Regions from separate parts of the Capsicum annuum genome. Here region 1 is linked to region 2. Evidence: chromatin contacts called from public Hi-C data. All regions are on one chromosome and are shown on one strand. Each heading gives the region's core, a stretch centred on a gene start, on an enhancer-like site or on the middle of the called end of the contact. The rest is flanking DNA. Distances are from core to core; before and after follow the strand shown. Region 1 holds the start of LOC107838972 (ultraviolet-B receptor UVR8). Region 2 overlaps LOC107838971 (nuclear pore complex protein NUP85).

The links. A called contact is a pair of places that touch in the nucleus more often than the background predicts.
Region 1: a Hi-C map of leaf shows a contact between it and region 2, with 2.1 times the contacts expected there. The contact joins the promoter of LOC107838972 here to the enhancer-like site in region 2. A contact is called at or near these places in 2 of 5 Hi-C or Micro-C datasets (leaf and placenta).

The regions. Positions count from the first base shown.
Region 1 is chr8:60,972,483-60,978,631 of UCD10Xv1.1, forward strand. LOC107838972 (ultraviolet-B receptor UVR8) reads right to left here and starts at 1,642. Exons shown (of 5, transcript XM_016682278.2): 1 at 1,397-1,642; 2 at 1,134-1,310. The coding sequence starts at 1,496.
Region 2 is chr8:60,766,073-60,772,409 of UCD10Xv1.1, forward strand. LOC107838971 (nuclear pore complex protein NUP85) reads left to right here. Exons shown (of 19, transcript XR_007044020.1): 15 at 1,804-1,874; 16 at 1,979-2,066; 17 at 2,376-2,432; 18 at 3,238-3,514; 19 at 3,627-3,986. Among protein-coding and RNA genes, the nearest start is that of LOC107838971, 14 kb to the left of the region's middle. Within about 2 kb of position 3,394, at least 3 of the 5 cell types and tissues checked have an H3K27ac peak or open chromatin away from gene starts, as enhancers often do. A contact at or near this core is called in leaf, where this site is marked.

The DNA.
Region 1 (6,149 bases), core at 392-2,891, 200 kb after region 2:
CGTTGAGAGGGACTCTACGACAAATTTTTCTTACTAAGTGGTACTGTGTAAGAAAAATACTTTGATCTATAAGATTCAGCATTCCAAACTGCCTTTATTTATGGAAGACGCCATCTTTGATTCGACAGTGGATTACTGAGTTGTGGTTAATGGTAAGACGAGGCCATAGACCATATTAACTATGGGTCCATGTTTGGTAGAACTCGCAACTATCTGCTAAATCCTCTATATATACATGTATTGGGTGTTAAAAGCAAGTCCAGATAAAACTAGTAAATTTCAAAACCATACTCTTAATTCAAAACCAACATAGTCTAAATTACTGATCCACTACTGCATATATGCACATTTCATAGATCACATGAACTATTCTGAAAGCAAACACAAGACACAAATTGTAGAAAACGGTCATTGACAATCTAACCCATGGCTTTATATCTAGAAGTAACAAGATAGAATAATTTCAATCTAGTGACAGATGAAATTGGGGATAGCCAGCCTAAAATTACATATCCAAAGAGATGAACTTCAAGATTTCACTGCCCAATTAACTACTACTCTCCATTTTATGTAGCACCTTTTGGATTTTGAGATTCAAACAAGTCTTTCTTTGACTATAATTTTTTCATATATCTTTTCAAATTCTTGAATTATCGATTATTGTAACTAATACTACTTTTTACGTAGTTTTCAAATATGTAAATTTTATTTTGATAAACTTACAGATTTTGACGGGATCCTTGGAGCAATTGGTAAAGTTGTTGACATGTGACCTGGAGGTCACGAGTTCAACCAGTCAAAATAGCCTCTTGCAAAAAATGTACTGTAAGGCTGTGTACAATAAACCCTTGTGGTTTGGCCCTTCCCCGGACTCCATGCATAGCAGCTGTAGTGAGTTTTAGAGCACCGAGCTGCCCTTTCTTTTAAACTTAAATATTCCATGTCCAAATTTTCGGTCAAAATTAAACTATTTGACTCTAGAAATGATAAATGTGCCACATAAATTGGGACATAACAGTAGCTTGAAGAAAGTAAGCAATATTTTGACTATAAACCAACAAATTAAACTGAATTTAAGTTTGCATCAAAGCAAAAGATAGAAGAAAGTGAAATGATAGAAAAAAGGGTATAACCTGAAACAGCAAGACTGTGATAAGCACCAACAGTAATACCAACAATCTTGACCCGTTTATCTCCATTAGAATCAGCCAGGCCAAAGTTGATTCGAACCGGGTATAAGTGGTCAGCTTCTGAACCGACACCAAGTCGACCGAATGTTCCTCTTCCCCAAGAATACACATCTCCATTTGCTACACAACAATTTAGATACTGTTCAGAGAATCTTTTTGGGGTGGAAGAATATAAAAGAGAGAGTTCAAAAAGATGTATGTGTTACCAGTGAGAGCAAGAGTATGAGCTTCGCCAGCGGCGACAGCTATGATTTTGTTAAACAAGTTGCCCGATCCTGACGATTCAGATTCCAGTTGCTCCGCCATTTCTTTAACTTTGATCAGGAATGTAACTCACTGTATTTTATCTCACAAATTTTGGGAAATTGATTTGTTACTACAAGTGGTATTACTCCCATCCCTCCAAATCTTTATGTATGTGACGACTCAAATAGATATCAGGGAAAAGGTCACTTCTAAAAACAAATAACTCAAGTTTAAAAACTTTTTAAAAAGTTTTCTGTATTTTCGTTTTATAGGTATTCCTTAATTTGAGTTATTTTAACCTACTTAATTCATATATTATATTGATACAGTTTATTAACAATATTGATACACCATCCAACTTGAGCAATTCGATCCTTTTAAAAATATTTTAATTTTTTTGGTTATAAATATTTTAACTAATCAAATATTCTACTTTTTTTATTATTTAAAAATAATAATTAAATTATATAAAAATGATATAATTGTTAAATAGAATATGTATCGATATAATATATATGTATAGAAATTATGTAGTTCTACCAAATATGTATATGTATAAAATATATATAAAAAAATATATAGAAAGTGTATGAAAATTATATAATTGTTATATAAAACGTGTAAAAAAATGTATAGTTATTGTATAGATTGTGTATCAAAACTATATAATTTTCATATAAAATATTTCTATGTATAAGATATGTATAGAAACTGTATAGAAGGTGTGTAGAAACGATATAGAACACGCCAGTAAATTGAAATGGCTAGAAAATGGAATTTAAATTTCATAGCCATTTTTATAAAAATAGTTTGATTTGAAGTGTCGTTTCTGTCATTCCCCCTTGATATTAATTAGTTTAGGTGTACGCATTTCACCTTATTTAATTGAATTTAAACATTTATTTAAATAATAAATATAATATAATAATTAAATTGAATATTTTTAGAGAATTTATTTAATTAAACCTAACCTTCACAAAAAAAATCTATCAAAGTCGATCGACATTCATCTACCACCTGTAAACTGCAACAAAGCAATATAATGATAGAGACATCAAAATAATATAATTAAATCTAACCTTTACACAAAAATTTTCTCAAAGTCGTCTGACACTCATCTACCACCTCTAAACTATAACAAAATAATACGATAATAGAGATATCAAAAATAATACAACTAAACTTTACGTCTACACAAAAAAAATTCTTAAAATAGAGATATAAAAATAATACAATTAAACCTAATCTTTACCTAAAAGAATTCCTCAAAGCCGACCGACATTCGTCTACCACCTGTAAATTCATCTATGACCTATAAACTACAATAAAATAATACAATAGTGATCACAAAGCTTAAGAAAATCAATTTCTTCGGTAGTTTAACGTGCATCTCAATATTTATAGAAGTATTTCCTTAGTAAAGTCTTATTTTAGGAGTATTTTGCTATCCTATTTTAGGAGTATTTTTCTAATTGATCACTATAAAGGAAAATGTTAATTGATTCTCCTTCTATATATTTTAGGAGTTCCATATATTTTAGAAGTCTAGTTAATATAATAAAAATAATTAAATAATAAATTTTAAAAAATAGTAAAAAGACAGTTTTGCCTAAAGAAAGGTCTTTTAATGAAGGACAAAAAGTTCAAATCATTTTTTAAGGGCCTTCACACTTTTAATATATTATAGATATAGATATAAATATAAATTATAGATATAGATTATAGATTATAAATTATAGATTATAAATATTAATATTAATGTTTAAACTTTATTCAGATTTGTAAATATTTAACACATATAATGGTAAAATGGTCTAGTGTACCCTTGTATTTATTCGAGTTTATAAAATAAATACCTTTACTTAGCATTTTGTCATCTGAACTCCTCGATTCAATATTTTAAATCTTATTTCGGTGTGTGTAATACAAACGCCTCCACGTCAATTTTTATGTTATTTTTAAATGCTACATTAAATTTCACGTTATTTTTAAATGTCACATAAGAAATTAAACATTAATAAATAATACATATAAAAAATAAATAACACAAAATGAAATTTCAAACAAAACAACCCCCCCTGCAATTTTTTTACTCGTTTCTCCTCACTCTTCTTTTTTTTCTCTTTTCTTTGTCTTTCTGCTCCTATGCTTTAACCCGACAAACACCCTTCTGCTCCTTAACCTTCAATCCAACAACACTATCTCCATCTCTCTCAATGCTCTATCAACCAAATAAAATAAATTCACTCATCATCATAATTTTCTAACAAGATGATTAACGATTATAATTTTAAACAAAAAACTACAAAAAATTCATCAAATAATTGCTAACAACGGTCTCATAATCAAAGAAATTGACAAATAAAATTCTTATTCCTTAATTTCTTTTCAAAAATATTTATTTTTCTATATCCTATAAAATGTTGGTATTGGGAATTGATTGGCGGGGTGGGGATAGTGGGTAGGGGTTGTGTTCGAAGAAAATGGAGATGAAAGAACGACAGAGTAGAAGGATGGTGGGGATTGAAGAATAACAAGAAGATGAGGGTGGGGGTAGGGTTGGCTGGATGGGGTGGGATGGGTTGAAGAAGAAGCGAAGCATTTTGGGATTTCCTTTTCTATTTTTTTCCTTTTGTCTAAATATATATTGTTTTCTTTAAAGAAAAATCATGTTTTTAAAGGTGAAATATTGGTTTCACTAGCCATTAAATGAGTGTTTGCATGCATATTTCTAAGTCAACAATATTAATGTCACATCAGCTCAGTCAATGATCAGAGGGGTTTAGAATTTTAGATTTTAGATTTTTTTGAGTTGAACGGTTAAGATGTAAAAGACTAAATAGAAGTGGTCACTTTACAAATTAGGACAAGTACAAGAGTTCAATAGACCATTTCGCGCACATATAATACATAAATGTGCTCTTAACTTGAGTTAAACTGACATTATGTCTGTAGGTGTGTACAAGTATATATTTAAATTTTTATAAAGGTAAACAAATAACAGACCTATTCTATATGATAATTTGATTGAGATAAATTCAAATTGATTTATATTATTGTCATGTAGGACGTATAGATTTACTTGTTCAATTTTATAAGTTTCTTCTTCTATACACTTAAATTAAAGTTGGAGTTCATAGATATTGATTAAGATAAATTTAAGAGATACATTTATGTATTAGACTTATTTAATATGGGTAAAACACTAAAACTTGGTGTTCTCAAAGTATTTCCGTTCAAGCTTTTTTATTTCTACCTTCTTTTATATTATTGTTATGTTAAATGTTAAATAACACTTGTCCGGTGAGGTCATGTTCATAGGAGTGACGAGAATATATTCAATTATATCTTACTTTTTAATTTTTACATATTTTATAATTACAATATCTCAATCATAATGTTTTGGACAAAGTAATTTTTTTATAAAAGAAAAAAAAAAGGAGTAGAGAAAAAGAAAAACACTGATAAGGTTCATGTAAAATTTTCTGGAATACATTCATGACAACCGACAAATGTAAGGAATTTAGAATATTATTTAATTATTGTGTGGATGTGGCATAGGGACACGAATAACTATAGTTGATTAGACTCAAGAATTAACAAATTCATTCTCAAACTGGTAAGATTAGATAACTATAGTTTGAGTAATTAAAATTTGATTGAATTTAGACTTTGAGGTATGATGAGTCAAATTTTTATAAAGAAGACGCAAGGGATTTTCTTTTTCCAACAGACGCAGGGGATTGTCCTTTTAATCTAATGTTGATTCTTTCTCTTTTATTATTTTTTTAAAAATAAATACTAGAACTAGAATAACGAAAGATATTGTTTCTCTACTGCAATAAAAGTGTGGGTAAGAATTGACTATCAACATGATTGCTTATATGTCATTTAAATTATGTTTAGAATTTTTTTAGTAATTTTATATGAGCTGTATAATATAATGTGGGCTTTTCTACTGTTACCAAGTCAGTTTTTAGTAGAGTAAAACATGTCCTCCATGTCTCTTACCACGACATATCTCCCACGTTACTCCCATTTATACTTCTTTGTTCAATTTTATAGTATGTAACACATACCCACACTCGGCTCGGTTGCTTTCTGATCATTTGAGCTTGTTGTTTTAGATTCAAGTGAGCTATTCCGTCAAATATCTCTTATTTATTGGAGCCCTCACATATTTTTTATCCAATTATTTTTTTCTTAATGTGATTATTTCTAACAATAACAATCATTGAAATTATGCATCCAAATTGTTTAATGATATGCTCGACTCAGTTTATTTGGAGTGATAGAGTTCGCCAATTTTATTTAGTAACAATGGAAAGTTAGTCAACTCAATTTATGGGTTTGTGTCTAAGTATTTGTTGATTATAGTCTATTTTGCATGTGGGTTTGCGATGTTCATTGGGATTTTGGTTGGAAGTTTAATTTGGATAGGTTTATTTTACAGGAGAGTAACGATATTCAAGCTTTTCGCACTTTGTTAATTATTACTCGGAATAGTAATCTTGAGAACTTTTTGCAGTTTGTTATACTGTACGATGTTTGTGCATATTAATATATAGTAAATTTGTTTCTAATTTCAGTGTGTATCCAGGCACAAGTATCCAAAGACTATTTGATCTGTACTCATAAGTGAATGAGTTGAACAATGAGAATGTGATTATATGACTAACTGTGCATTTTCTCGTACTAAACTAGAGAAATATG
Region 2 (6,337 bases), core at 2,144-4,643:
ATTGCACTTACATTAGTCTTTTCTTGTTTGCATACTATAATTAGTTCTTTACACTAAATTCATCAACATGCTTATCTTGTCATCTCACGTTATGGGAATACGCTAGGTATGTTGTTGTTGTTATATGCTTATCTTGTCATTCTACTTTGTGGGAATACACTGGGTATGTTGTTGTTGTATGCTTATCTTGTCATAGTTGACTTCATTTTAAGTCTATGAGCCCTTTTATGGATGAGCAACTTACGAGTTTGGTTGGTTTGGGCTTTATTAGCACTTAGAATGTTTACCAAACGTCACTTAGAATGTTTACCAAACGCTTAGATAAGGTAGCAAGTGCTTATCAACCAGTTTGGCCAGCTTATAATTTTAGCCAACCACCCTCTTTGTCTGCCACCTCACCAGATCAACTATTTATATCCGTGATTCAGAAATGGTCAGTACATGTATGACCTTCTACCTATGTTTCTGTTGGTTCATGGCGCTCTCTATCATTTATTTGGCTTTCTGTGGCTTTTGGGGGTTCTGAGGATGTCATGTTCAACATGAATGGTTGGTACTTTTTTGGGTCTCGGTCAAGTAAATTCTCTTGATATAGAAGAGATATTAATTATTTTTATTAATATGGAGCGGAGTGTTGGCCAGTTAAGAACTCCCACATCCAAAAAATGAAGGTGGCAGAAATGCGGATGTTGCGCTGGATGTATGGGCTGACTAGAGGGGATAGAGTTCGGAATGAGACTATCCGGGAGAAGGTTGGTGTGACTTCAGTGGAGTGCAAGATGCGGGAAGCCCGTTTGAGATGGTTCGAACACGTGAAGAGGAGGGACATGGATGCCCCGGTCCGTAGGTGTGAGAGGCTAGCGTTGGATGGTTTTAGGCGGGGTAGGGGTAGGCCGAAGAAGTACTGGGGTGAGGTGATTAGGCGGGACATGGAGCAGTTACAGCTCACCGAGGACATGACCCTAGATAGGAAGGTCTGGAGGACGCGAATTAGGGCAGAGGACTAGGGCCAGTTTGGGTCGCTAGTGTAGGGAATTACTTGGTGGGGGTTTATTCCTGTTATGATTCCGTGTTCCGTGTTCCATGTTTTATTACGAATCTGTGTGCTTTCCTCTGCTTTCCTCTGTTTTATATTACTTATGGGTGCCGTATTTATGTTATGTAATCTGCTTCTGTGCTTTACTATGTGTTTGTGTGGTATCTCGTGCCTTGAGCCGGGGGTCTATCGGAAACAGCCTTTCTACTTCTTTAGAGGTAGAGGTATGGACTGCGTACATCTTACCCCACCAGACCCCACTAGGTGGGAATACACTGGGATTGTTGTTGTTGTTGTTATATGACAAACATGTGTACTCCACGTGCAGACGTATGGATGGTGGTGGGCAATCTTGACCAGGTGCTTGATTAAGGAGATTAAGCAATGTGGGAAGTGGACGGTGAAGCCCTTGAATATTAACCAGCTGTGATTCTTATAATGTTAGTAACCTCAAAAGTGGAAGTCCAATCTTGCTAAGCTTGTATTTCTCAGGATCTGGGTTAAAGTGAATCCAGCCTCAGCAAAAAGAAGAAAAGAGAAACAGTAAAGCAGAAGGAAGATAGCCAAAGATGGCTTGTTGATTTAGTTTATTTGGTAGAATTGGTTCACCACTTAGAGTTCTCTATTTTGATTATCATGAATCTGATTGCTCTGTAAGATATTTGTTCCAAGTCAAAGTCTAGTAGTTTGACTCTGAAGCGACATCGCTTTCTTATAGAAATAGGTGGCTTTTTCTCTTTGGTCATTTTACTTTTCTTTCGCTGCAGCAATGGGAAGGTCTCATAGAGTTGCTGGGTTCTGAGTCTAGAACTGCTGGCGGTCTTGAGTTTCTGAAGAAGTAATTGCTTAATACTTACTTTGAATTAGTGGATGTCACCTTTGAAAACGGTGTCGGAGCATTTCAAATATTTGAATTGTTGTTGTTGTTGTTGTATTATTCAGGTACAGGGACTTTAGGAGATCTCTACTGCAGGGTCACGGTGATATGCTCACTGATGCTGCTCGTAGTGCAGCTGAAGCTCTCGTCTCTGTATGTCTGACACCTCTTATAATAATGAAGATTTAACATTTGAGTGATGTAAAATTTCATTTTGCGGATGTATAAGATTTTGCATTCGGTATCGAGGCCTTGTTGATTTATAAGATTTACACTTAAGCAGCTATCTTAAGAAACTGAATAAATTAACATAAGATTTGTTAATGAAACCTAGCAGCCCGAATGTTCATGTAGGTTGGATTGAAATAGTTGTTTGGATATGAGGTGTGCTATCTCTATTACCTTTGAAACAAAGCCTTCTGTTTTGCCTCTGAGTCAATTTATTTTGTTTCTACTCTGCAGCTCATGAAAAATCCTTCCACGCCACAAGATTTTTGGTTACCTCTTCTATATGATTCAGTGAGTACCTCTCTGATTATTGCATTTAGTTCTTTGCTCAACTTGCCTGATTAATTCTCTTTTTCTTTTCTCAGTCATAGTACCAAGTAGGTCATAGAAATGCAAGGTAGGAAGCTCCAGTACTAAAAGATATAAGATTCAATATCCCATCTTTGTGCAGATGTTTGGTCAAGCAATTCTTGTGATTGTTGTAAATTGTTGGCTTCTAAAGGCAATTAAAAAAAATTGACATGAAAGAAGATGATGTTTATGAGTGGGATCTAGATTGCTAGTAAATATTCCAAGGTGTAGTTACTCTTTTCTGTTGTTTTGTTTTCAGTTATGAGTTTGATGTAGCTTCTTGTTTCTTTTCCTTTTCAGTTATGAGTTTGATGTAGCTTCTTATTTCTTTTCCTTTTTAGTTTTGAATAATGCTTCATTGCGGTTCTATATTAGTTTGCTCTTGCTCCGCTTAGGTGCTAAATTCTTCCTCAAGTAAAAAAAGAAAAGAGAATCTAGTCGTTGGTATCACTTCTACCATTTGATTGCGTAGATAATACCCCTATTCTTTGGCCTTAATACATGAATCTTAGTTCCTATCAAATTGGAACTGATTTATTATGCGTGAAATTTGTTCTGAAGTCTTTCAAACGACAGTCTACCAGTGGGTTAGAAAATGGGTACGTGGGGTGATGGGGGAGGGTTGGCAATCTACTTATTTAATTCAGGCTGAAAGGTTCACCATGCTTTCAGATTTATATGTTTATTAATAGCTGGTGCATGTTTCATCTTTGACCTCATTCCCCTTCTTTTTCTTCCTGCGCAGTTGAAATTGTTGATGTGGCAAGAGCGGCCGTTGATTAATGTTTCTCAAACTCAGCTTCTCTTGAATAAACTGCAAGAGTTGTCCATGGCAAGATTGAGACCAGATTTTGTTGAGGCTGACTTGCCATCTGATGCCTTAAGTTCTGTCAGGCTGGCACTTGCCACTAACCTGGGTCGTGCAATCCTCGAAGAGTGACTTTGTTACCCCAGTTTTCTTGCTTGAGAGGTGACTAGTTGCATCTTTCCGACATGCCTAAAGTGTTACATTAGTCCCCTTGTTCCTCTTTAGTAGTCTGTTTCGGGAGTGCGGTTAACTTTTGAAAATGGTACATAAGCTCACCATTTCTTGCTGCAGAAAACGGAATCTGCACCACCTGTTTTGTTATTTGTTTCCTTGATGTGTTTAACTTGAAAAGCTGCGACTGAATAATGAATGATCTGCCCCTCTCCGAGCCAGCTAATCTTCGGAAGCATTGGATGAGAATGTAGCTCTCGACAAGAGTGGAACTATAAGAATAAGGTTTCTTGTGCTGTTCCTACTTGGAGATCCTTTTAATTAATTTTTCTTTTTGGAAGGGGGAGGGGGTTGTTTACCCCTCCCCTACTATGTATATGCCTTTGTAAAGGACGACAAAAACCCCTGCCGTTGCCTGGTTAAAGTGTTGAGATGGCTGTGATAGAACTCTCTAAAAAATTGATGTTATTGTTCCTGTTTGAGCTACTATTTATAAGATCAAGGAAACTGCAACATATCGATGAAGGATGCAATAGTTTGCCTTAAATATTCGGATGGCAATTGATTTTCAACCCACATCTGCGCCTAGAATGGGACCATATATCATCTAATTTAGAGGGTTGGCTAATCATAATTAATCATTTTCTGTACTCTGTCAGCGTCATCTTTAAGACCACAAGGGTATTTTGGTACATTTAATGCATATTTAGTTTATGACCATGGGATTTAAGTCGTCTTTATTTTCTTTCTTAAATCTTTTGTCAATTCAAAAATAGATAAACAAATGAAATGGAGGGAGTAATTGTTATGGCCATTCTGTATGTGTTGTCAATATCCTGAAGTTTCATTTGACCGTGGTGTTGACACAACAATTCGAACCTAAAATCCTGCGTAACTTCACTGTTCATATAGTATTTTGTTGGACGCCAAGTAAAAAAAAGGTCACCATATCCTAACTTCTTTTGGTAGTAACCATATAACTAACAGGATATTGGGTTGGTGGTGTTAAATAATACATGCAGTATATTGGGCAGGATCTTATGTACAATTATTAAATGCAAGGAAGAATATGAAATAAGAATGTGTATTAACATAGAAATTAAACTGTTTACAACGCTTTAAGGTCAAATAAGCTTGGTCGTTCTCATTGATCATGTCATTTAATTAACTTCATTTCAAGAGACGAAATTATTTGAAGGCAAAAGTTCCCGTTTACGGTAAGTGGTTCATTTATAACCATTTGATTTAAGGTTATTTAGTATAACTAGTCTTATCTTATGCGCCCACACATGTATCTTGCTTTAAGGAGTTCAGTTTACAAAATCACTTCGATATGATAAAAAAAAAAAATCTTGAATTAAGAAATAAATTAATTAATTTATGAAATATGAAAAACACTTCAAGATAAAACTAATATATTCATACAAACCAAATAAAAGACACGATATATATATATATATATATATATATATATATATATAGAATTCATGTGTGTACATTATATTATTAAGTACAAATTTTAAATAACTGGTATAAATTATTAACCTTATTTACGGTAAATCTGAAACTTTAATTTATTGGGTTTAGTATTAGACCAAATTGAATTGTATTAAAATATAGTCAATTTAGGCAAATTTTGATGGTTGTTTGTTTAGGATTTCTATTTAAATATATATATATATATTTTTAAAATAATAATTTTTAGACTAAATCTATAGTTATTTTGGGTTGTAAAAATTATTTTCTATATAAGGTAAAATTTCACTTTCTTACCTAAATCAATAAGAACTTTAATTAATTTCAAATTCTTTAATATTTGATATAATAAGTAATAATAATTATTTAAGAAAAAATGGTGAAAGACAATTGTGTTTACTGCAAAATCATTTAATGAATGACAAAAAACTTGAATCACTTTTCTAAGAGTAGTGTACGTACTTTGCACGTGTGTCTCTCGTCAATCAAAAAGTTCATCATATTTATATAGCTTGTACCAATCAATCAAAAGAACCTATTATTGAAAATAATAATAATATGTTAGATCTCATAGTTTATTTACAAGTGAAACAGTTGCATATAATTAAATTTTAAAATTAAATTTATATAGAATCAAAATGACTAACCAATTTCTTGTGACGGAATGTAATGGTCCAAGTAATTTATTTGAATTTGTAAATAAGTCAATTTCAAATCAATAATTGGACATGTGTCATTATGAGCAAAAATCACAAAAAAAATTCAATTAACAATTATCTACGAAGAATACATGATAATTTACTATTTTAAACTTCAAGAACATACTAAAATTACAAAATAAAACTTCTCAATTAGCAATTGTCTATAAAAAATACATGATACTTTATTTTTGTAAACATAAAAAAATAAACAAATTTTAGAAAGCTTACCTCAAATCACAAGCAAATTTGTCTCTTCAATCATAGATACCATCACTATTTCAAAAAAAAAAAATAATCCTTCACAGTAAACAATTGTCGATCAAGAATACATGATAGTTTATTATTGTAAACTTCAAGAATGTACTAAAATTTTAGAAAACTTACCTCAAATCACAAATAAATTCATCTATTTAATCATAGATACTATCAAGATTGTAATTATCAAGAATGTAATTAAAATATTAGAAAACATACCTTTACAAGTAAATTTGTCTCTTCAATCATAAGATATATCAAGATTTCACAAAAACACTTCTCAATTAACAATTGACTATAAAAATATATGATAATTTATTTGTTGTAAATTTCACGAATATACTATAATTTTAGAAAACTTACCTCAAATCACAATAAAATGTATCTCTTCAATCAAACAATGAAAACAATAAACTAAATCAAGAACAAATTAT